Regions from separate parts of the Xenopus laevis genome. Here region 1 is linked to region 2. The links are chromatin contacts, called in public Hi-C maps. All regions are on one chromosome and are shown on one strand. The core of a region is the stretch at or near the end of the contact, and the rest is flanking DNA. Distances in the headings are between cores, read along the strand shown. Region 1 overlaps dbnl.L (drebrin like L homeolog). Region 2 holds the start of pold2.L (polymerase (DNA directed), delta 2, accessory subunit L homeolog).

Region 1 (4,383 bases), core at 808-3,307, 79 kb after region 2:
AGGAATATAAAGTAAATACTCCCATCACCAACGTGCTCAGCGGCAATGCTCACTGCATAGTAAAGGCCCTAAAAGCTTTTGTGCTTTTCTCCTATACTCTAGTGTTTGTTGAACTTCAGCTCAGCGGCTCGAAGACTCCAAGGTTTTTGGTGGAATTCTGTGAGTTATAGTTTGACAGCTTCAGGAGGGGTACAGGTTACATATCATTGACATAAAACAACAGTACAATTACATGAAGAGATGCAGAAACCCTGAGCCATCGGAAATCACAGGGCCCGTACAACAAAATATGTAGGGCCCCTGCCCCTAGGACCCCCCAAAAAAACCCAATGGCAGACACCCCAGGGGCCCTACACCAATGAGGCGAGTTAAAAAACTTGCCTCAGACGGAAGCAGCGAGCAGGTTACCAGGGACGGCTCCTGGTACCTTTAAGAGACACATTTGGCTTTCATAGTGCGAGAGAGCGTAATTGTTCTCTCTGCACTAGTGTTGCGGCCCCGTGCATCGAGGGGGGGCATTGAAGAACCTGATTTAAGTGGCTCTTGCCTCAGAAACACTGCTGACCCCCCCCCCCCCAAAACTACTTTAAAAAGAAACATTGGCGGGCCAGGGCCCCCTCTACAAGTTAGTCAGTGCCCCCCATTAAAGTTTAAGAAAAAATCCCATTGGTGGCCAGCACCCCCACAAGTTAAAAAAAAAAAAAAAATTATGGTCAGAGCCCCATTAAAAAAAAAACATTGGTGTTCAGGGCCCCCTGTTAAAAAAAAATAAAAACAAAAACACACACACATACATTGGTATCCAGGGGTTTAAAAAAAGACCATTGGTGTTCAGTGGAACTTACCTTTAAAGCTTGGCAGGTGGTCTTCTTCTTCTTGACAACAGCCGCCCCTTAGGTCACCATGTTGGTGGCTGCTTTGGCTCCTTTCCTGGGCCCCCTTAAAACTAGAAATCCACCAGGCCCAGGACAACTGTCCTCCTCTGATGACGGCCCTGCAGGACCCCCCCAAAATAGAACAGTTGTCGTCCTGTCCCCATGCTCATTCGTCTATTTGTTACAAGCATATTTCTGTGAAATATTTCTTTTTATTAAGAGATTGCTAGATCCCACAGTGCCTTGCTGACGTATTCAGACCACTGATGAATTCCACCAATTTGCTGCTAAATCCTACACCCGAAATTGTGGTTTTCTGTATTTTTATTTCTACTCATTGAAACTAAAAAATAAGAAACTTTCTAAATACAATCTATTAAAAAAATCTGTATTGTTTCTGAAATAATCAAGTTCATTTTCATTATTTCTCTCTCAGCATCTGTTTCTCTTCATTCACTCTTTGTGCAGCAATTGGGTGTCAGATATTCATTGACAGTTAGATCCAATATATCTTATAGGAGGGCTCCTTTTGCCTAGAATATGTATAAGAGCTCACTCTATTAAAATCACCTGTCTCTCTACATGCAGAATTTGTGCAAAATGCAGTTATTTTGTTTGGCTCTAACTGCCAATGAATTTCAGACACCCAACTGCTGCATGAAGACAGAATGAAGAGAAACAGATGCTGTGAGAGGGATAGTGAAGATAAACTTGATGCAGAATATTTAATTGATTGTATTTACAAAGTTTTCTATGCTGAAGCTTATATTAAGTTTTCATTTTTGCAATAGTTCCCTTGAAATATGCTGTACTGTATAAGTAGTCAGGAATAGATGAAGAGGCAGATTTCTTGCGCAAGGCACTGTATAGGGAAGAGAAAAGCCTGTGCCACCATGCAAGTGCTGTGCAGGGAGTAGAACAATGTTCTTGTAGGTCTGGTGAGTTAAACCCGTAAGTGCACATTCTAGGTTTTGAGTTTGTTAACTAAAGCAGCTTGTCGCAAACCCTCTACAGCAGCCCTGTGCAACTCTTTCTATGTAGGGCCCAATAAGCAGTCCATCGAGCCCACAGATAGGGGGCCATAAAAAGACATTGAAGGGTCACATCTGACACACAGGCCTTTAGTTGGACAGCCCTGCTGTACAGAGAGAGCTCTACCAAGAACACCCAACTGTGCCATTCATTCTCTGCCTGAGGTGCTTAATTCAGATTGCTCCTTCTGTCTGTGGAATTCCAGCTGATGGGACACTGTGTACAGACTGCAATCCCTTGTGCTCCTTCTAATGGCGTGATTTCTAATGGTGGCCCTGCGCATAATACAGGATATCCAGCAATTCTACTGTACATGCACTGGTCTTGGAGCCAGGTCTGGACTGGGATTCAGAATAGTCACTGGCATTTCAAGTACACATTTAATAGTGAGGGACTATGGCAATTTACAGCAGCTCCTCTGGCATTTCCCAGAACCCACAGATTACCACAGTGCCGGGCCAAGAAGGCCGGCTGCCCTAGGCAACCCAGCGCCTACTCCGCCCCCCCACCGTTTGCGCATGCGCCGAGGACGCAACGCGCAATTGCGCATACGCCGGGGAGGTGCAAGTGCGCATGCGCCAAGGAAGCGCGTGCGCATGCGTCAGGGGTGCACAAGTGCGCATGCGCAGGGGAGCGGAAAACTGCTACTACTGCTTCTGGAACTAGGGGAAGGCATCGGAAGAGGTAAGTGCCTGGCGCCCTTCTACCTTTGCGCCCTAGGCATGTCCCTCTTCTGCCTACCCCTAGTTCTGGCCCTGGATTACCAGTCCGGGCCTGCTTGGAGAATTGCAAGGTAGAGTCCTGCACAGGTCGGTTTTTGTAGACCCACACCCAACCCATGTACCTGCACTAGCTGTGATATCTTCCCTTACCCCAACCTGCTCTCCCAAACCCGCCTCTCACCCTGCTGAAGGTCTCTGCAAACCAGAAGTGCCCACAAAATTTCAGGGCAGGCTGGCTCAGGAACCAGAAGTGATATCACACATTAGGAAGATCGCTGAGGAGCTTGAGTCTTTTTTGTTTTTAAGTTTTACAGCTGACTGCAACCTCCTCGGTTCCCTCCATTGTACACCTGTGGGCCACCCGCACAGTGAGAACATCTGGGCTTTTCCACCCATATTCTGGGAGATTTGCAGGTATTTTGCGTGTACCCAACACACTGCAGAACTCTATTGCAAGTAGGGATGCACCGAATCCAGGATTCGGCCTTTTTCAGCAGCATATGCAAATTAGGGGCAGAGAGGTAAATCGCATGAGTTTTTGTCACAAAACAAGGACGTAAAACATGTTTCCCCTTCCCACCCATAATTTGCATATGCAAATTAGGATTCCGTTAGGTATTCTGTATCTAAAAAATTGATTCGGTACATCCCTAATTGCAAGGAACTCCTGGAAGACCGATCAAAGTTAGCGAAATGACTCTCACATAGAAGAAACCACAGTCCAGTGTGTTTTTCAGAGAAGAGAAGCACCAGGTTTATATTATATTTTCAATTATTTTATTTGTATAGTGTTCCTTGCCTTTACAAATTATAGACAGGCTACTAATCTGCCATTATCATTGTACCCTTGTTGCTGCAATAATTTCTCATCGCCATAGAGGGAGTTGTGGCCCCATCTTACGGGTTAGTAACCTATTAATGTTCACCATTTTTGTACGAAAATAAGAAAATAAAGTCCGTATTACAAAGTCTTTTATTTCAAATTTTAATGATTAAAAAAACAAAAACAAACATAAGCCAAAAAATACGTTTCAGCATGATTATGTAATTTCACAGGACACAGAATTATGTATCATCTTTAGCATGATCTTACAAGCCCAGAGATTCCAAAACAGCATTTAATAGTCACAGGAGAGGCGTGGTCTCTATGGACCGGCCACCACATTTCACATTCAGGGGAGCACAGGCAAGGGGGGTTATATCCTGCTGGGGGTACACAGGGATGTTTGTAGGGAAAGCAAAATTTGCCTTTTACTGGCAGGTCGGTGCGGGCACAGGAGAACAAGTGAGGATAAATGGAAAAAGAAACACACAGAATCGTCCCAACAAAATATCAGATTGCCACTCATAAGAGAAGCTCATGGAATGATAACCAAGTAAAGATACATTTAGCCAGGACCTGCCGGTCTTATAAAACCCCAATTTCTATTCCAATGATTGGCTCTGTTCACAAAACATCCTGGTTCCATATCTGGCAGAGTATATGGAGATAATGTTATCAAACGTTCATCCCAGGTCTATCAACCAGATGTTTGCTTATAAACAATAAACCAGTAAATGTTACCTGCTCATTGTTTGTTATGTGGCTTCTGGGTTGACATCTGCTTTGACCATGAACTTTAGGATTTGCCAAATTGGAATCCTTGGTGGAAAAAAAGCTTTTGGCTGGGTGATTAGACAAGCAATAAATCCTTGGGCAGCTCTAAACCAACCACTAAACCAGATGGTGGTCAAAATTCCGAAGCCAACAGCCA
Region 2 (4,476 bases), core at 1,904-4,403:
CTCCCCTGAGACACAGGAAGCCACACGACTGGTACTGACTTTTAATACCAATGATAAGGAAATTCGTTCCTCAATATACAAACATTGGAACATATTATCAAAGGACCCCATTGTGGGTAAACTGGTGTCCCCTCGTCCCCTGTTTAGTTATAGGAGGAATGTTAGTATTGGTGACTCACTTACTCATAGTCACTTCCAACCTCAATCGAGAACGACATGTTGTAAAACATTGGGCAGCTACAAGTGTGGCACATGTGAACAGTGCCAATATATTAGAGTGTCTACAAGTTTTGGAAATGGAAAAGTCAATTATGACATGTACCATTATACGTGTTGCACGACCACACATGTGATTTATCTATTTACCTGTCATTGTGGTAGCAAATATGTTGGCAAGACGAAAAGGCCCTTCAGGAGACGCATATATGAGCACATGCGCGATATTAGAAATTGTAATCTGCTATCAGCAATCGCCAAACACATTTCTTGCATGCACAATGGACACCATGCAGGTTCCTATTTTCAGGGCATTGACCGCCTACATGGGGACATTAGGGGGGGCGACTTGGACAATAAATTATTACAGTTGGAAACAACATGGATCTTCAGACTTCATACTTACAAATCTGAATTTGGTTTGAATGGCCATCTTAACTTTCAAGCTTTTGTAAATAAATGATAGGACAGGATGCTGAATGACCTTTAGTATGATATATATATTTGGCTGCCCATTTGGGCCTTTCTGATGATCTTATACCATACTTTTTGTCTAGAACTGTACTGATTCTGTATACATATCAACTTTCCTTCTCTTCTTTTTCTTTCCTTTTTCCTTCTGATTTTTCCAATATATTTATTTTTGGGAATTTAATATTTATATTTATATATACATACTTACAATCGAGAATTTTTGATCATATGTCCAGGACCTATTGGATATTCATCTATTGTGTATCTTATTACCATGCCTTAGGGGTATACAAACCTAGCGAGTAGCTATGTGAATAGTGCCACAATAAAGCTCACCTTTATATGTTTATTTTTCTTTCTTTTTTATTTTCATTCATTTTTTGTTTAATATAGGATGCATTGATTGTGTATTACTGTTTATTTTGGTTTAAAGGATATCCTCAGATTGTATATTACGCCAACGATGTTACTACATCGATACTAGTGACATTTGAAAGCTTTATGCAACAATGTTGTGGCAATTATGACCATTGGAGTCATGTGACTTTACCCTCAAAAGGATGTCATTTCCGGTTTGTCGGTCTCTTGACAAAGCCGCAGGTAGCGGCGAAACAGCTGTCGAGGCACAGCGCTGCGAGGGGATTTGCGGTTTCCTGTTTTCCGTCTTGAGGATGATGCGCATCAGAAGCTCAAGTGACTGCGGGAGTCGGATGTGAGTATGGAGCGATGAGCAGCCGGTGTGAGAGGTGATCCATCACGGTCAGTAATTTCTCTATCTTGAACAGTGGCGTGCTGCGGAGTGGTGGGATAAATACCATCATATAGCGATTGCCATACCACCAGAGTACCGGGATCTGAATGTCCATTGGATATGTATAGAGGATATTCCCTCTTCTAGTGCCTACATTTATACCATTTAAGACTGCATCATTCTGGGCACTAAAGAATTAACCCCACACCGGCTTCGCCCTCACATGCCGTTTTAAATCAGATATCCCACAACTGATTCCAACAAGTACTTTTTCTACCATCAAATTGAGCACTTTAATGGTTACCTATACTACAGCCGCGAAGACTGTCGCTCTCCTCATCCTATGAACACTCAATTACGGATTTATCCAGTTGGTTGCAATCCACATACATTGGAGGTCTTGATCTATAGCGTGCACGCAGTTTCTTACATTGTGCTGTATTGTATAACATATGCAAAATAGGATAAATGGGATCCCCACCCCCTAAGCAGCGCTGCTTATTTTAAATGATTTTAGATATTTGGCATGGTGACAATAAATATTGCTTTTTAATATAATCTGTATGGTCCTGGATATCTTGTATTGTGTATTTGCATATAGAGGTTAAGTCCCATATGGTTGTGGGGAAATACGGAAGTTTCCCTATCGTTTATTCAGCAAGCAAAGTTGCGCTAGCGTTGGCTTATTTGCATATGGTGGGAAGTTAAATTTCCAATGGACGTATATGTTGCAGCAAATACATTACACTACACAAGCCCAGGGAACCTTAATAAAATAAATAGAATTGTTATATTGCCCTATACATGAGCCCAGTGTATAGTTTATGTGCCATATGTTAGGAAATGTAGGGGGGAAGCCGGGTACCCTAAAAAAATGTACGATCTTTTGCAGCCTATTACCCTGAAAAACTGAAAAGTCGCCAGCGTTTTTGGGACTTTGAAATTTTTCAACTATTTTTTTTGAGGAAGTCCTATGTACTCTATTGTACTTCGCCTGGTCTGAGGTGGCGAAGGCAAGTCTGGCGCAAGAGGTAATGTTCAGTAAAATCCGCATCTTAGTGAATTTGCATAGTTACGTCCATTCGCCAAAGCGAAAATTCATCTGGGGTTAAGAGTGCAAAGTACCGCTAGAGTCTATCTCCTTCGCTAGCGAATTTACGCCTGTGCCCGTTAGTAAATTCGGTGATTAAATGACGTCACACTGGCGAATTTTCACTAACATTAGTCGAATTTTCACTAACAGTCACTTCGCCCTTTAGTGAATTTCCCACTAATAGTCAAATGCTCTGTAAGGCTTCAGGCCCTCTCTTATTCATATTTCGGATTCTAAATCAAATCAGTGCATGGTTGCCAGGGTCATTTAGACCCTAGCAACGAAATTGCTGCAATTGTGCCAGGAGGAGTTGTAGCGAGAAGCGAAAGCAATTACAGGGTAACTTGGGACTCGGACCTGGGTATTGCTCCCAGTCCCAACCACCACAAATAAAATTAAATGATTTTTATTGTCTGTTTTGATCCAAAACAAGAAAACTAGTTGTGAGCGAATGGCCGCGGCCCGCTGTATCCAGCGCGTTCCAGTAGCAGTTCAAGCTGCATCACCATAAGCGCCTCGATCTGCGTAATATGCGTGCGCCGACCTGTAGCGTCTCTGTTCTTATACACTGCGAGGTGGTGACGTCTCAGTCTCATCTCGCGAGACTTGTGAGGAAATTGAGAGAGCGCGCCGGCGGGAGCTGAGGAGGTGGAAATTTAAACAGGGATCCGAAGTGCGGGCTGTGTTATGTAGGTGTCAGGTAAATGGCGGCGAGATGTCATTAATATAATGGGTTGTACAGAGACGTGTGCGGGAGGCCCCGGCTTGCGGCAGCTGCTAATAGTAATGTCCGCACTACTGCATTGTAGTACTGAGCACTCAATGTCTCTGCCTCTCCTCACTGTCAGTGGGGCTCAATGCTGCTCAATGCTGCTCAATGCTGCTCAATGCTGCTCAATGCTGCTCAATGCTGCTCAATGCTGCTCAATGCTGCTCAATGCTGCTCAATGCTGCTCAATGCTGCTCAATGCTGCCTGACCCATAACTGATTGTGCCCAGGAATTCATCTGCCAGGCTCAAAATACAGGTGTGGCCTATGTAAAGGGCCGGTTTACCTTTAAGTCAACTTGTAGTATGTTATAGAATGGCTTTTTAATTATTTCCCTGCTTTTACTGCCACTTTCCAGCTCTGAAATGGGGGTCACTGACCCCATCTTAAAAACAAACTTTCTGTAAGGCAACATTTATTGTTATTGCTACTTTTTATTGCTCAACTTTCTATTCAGGCCTCTCCTGTTCATATTCCTGTCTCTTATTCAAATCCAGGCATGGTTGCTAGGGTACTTTGCACCCTAGCAACCAGATTGCTGACATTTCAAACTGGAGAGCTGCTAAAAAGCCTTAAATTGGCCCTTTGCACCCTAGCAACCAGATTGCTGACATTTCAAACTGGAGAGCTGCTAAAAAGCCTTAAATTGGCCCTCTGTGTACTTGGTATGTCAGGGCCTATTCTGACTCCCAGTCCTGACCTGATTATGCACTTTTTGGGGTGCATTGTTGTTTGCTTCCACCATCACAGGTGGCTTCATTGAAAGCTGTAGTGACGTGCCAGCAAACTACCTGACCAGTTGCATGTGCTCAGGGTGTGACAAAGAACTCCATGAAGATGGCAGGACATCAGCAAGGGATGAAACCCACACGGTGTTACTGCTGAAATTATTGGGGTGGGTCGCTGCTCACCCTTCACTTTTAGTAATCATAAAATGGCTAATTCTCAGCGACTTTTCCAGGCCCGGACTGGCAATCTGTGGGTTCTGGCAAATGCCAGAGGGGTTGCTATAAGGTGCCATAGACACTAGGGATGCACAGAATTCGGTCCAGGATTCGGCCTTTTTCATATTATTTTTGCATATGCAAATTAGGATTCAGTTCGGTATTCGGCTGAATCTTTCACGAAGGCGGTTCGGCCGAATCCAAAATAGTGGATTCGTTGCATCCCTAA

What was found. A called contact is a pair of places that touch in the nucleus more often than the background predicts.
Region 1: a contact with region 2 is called in a Hi-C map of the XL177 cell line, with 4 times the contacts expected there. The contact joins the enhancer-like site here to the promoter of pold2.L in region 2. A contact is called at or near these places in 2 of 4 Hi-C or Micro-C datasets (the XL177 cell line and the XTC cell line).

The regions. Positions count from the first base shown.
Region 1 is chr3L:134,667,409-134,671,791 of Xenopus_laevis_v10.1, forward strand. It overlaps dbnl.L (drebrin like L homeolog), which reads right to left. Exons shown (of 13, transcript NM_001086645.1): 13 at 3,585-4,383. Among protein-coding and RNA genes, the nearest start is that of dbnl.L, 23 kb to the right of the region's middle. Within about 2 kb of position 2,058, at least 1 of the 7 cell types and tissues checked has an H3K27ac peak or open chromatin away from gene starts, as enhancers often do.
Region 2 is chr3L:134,587,710-134,592,185 of Xenopus_laevis_v10.1, forward strand. It overlaps pold2.L (polymerase (DNA directed), delta 2, accessory subunit L homeolog), which reads left to right and starts at 3,154. Exons shown (of 11, transcript NM_001086632.1): 1 at 3,154-3,234.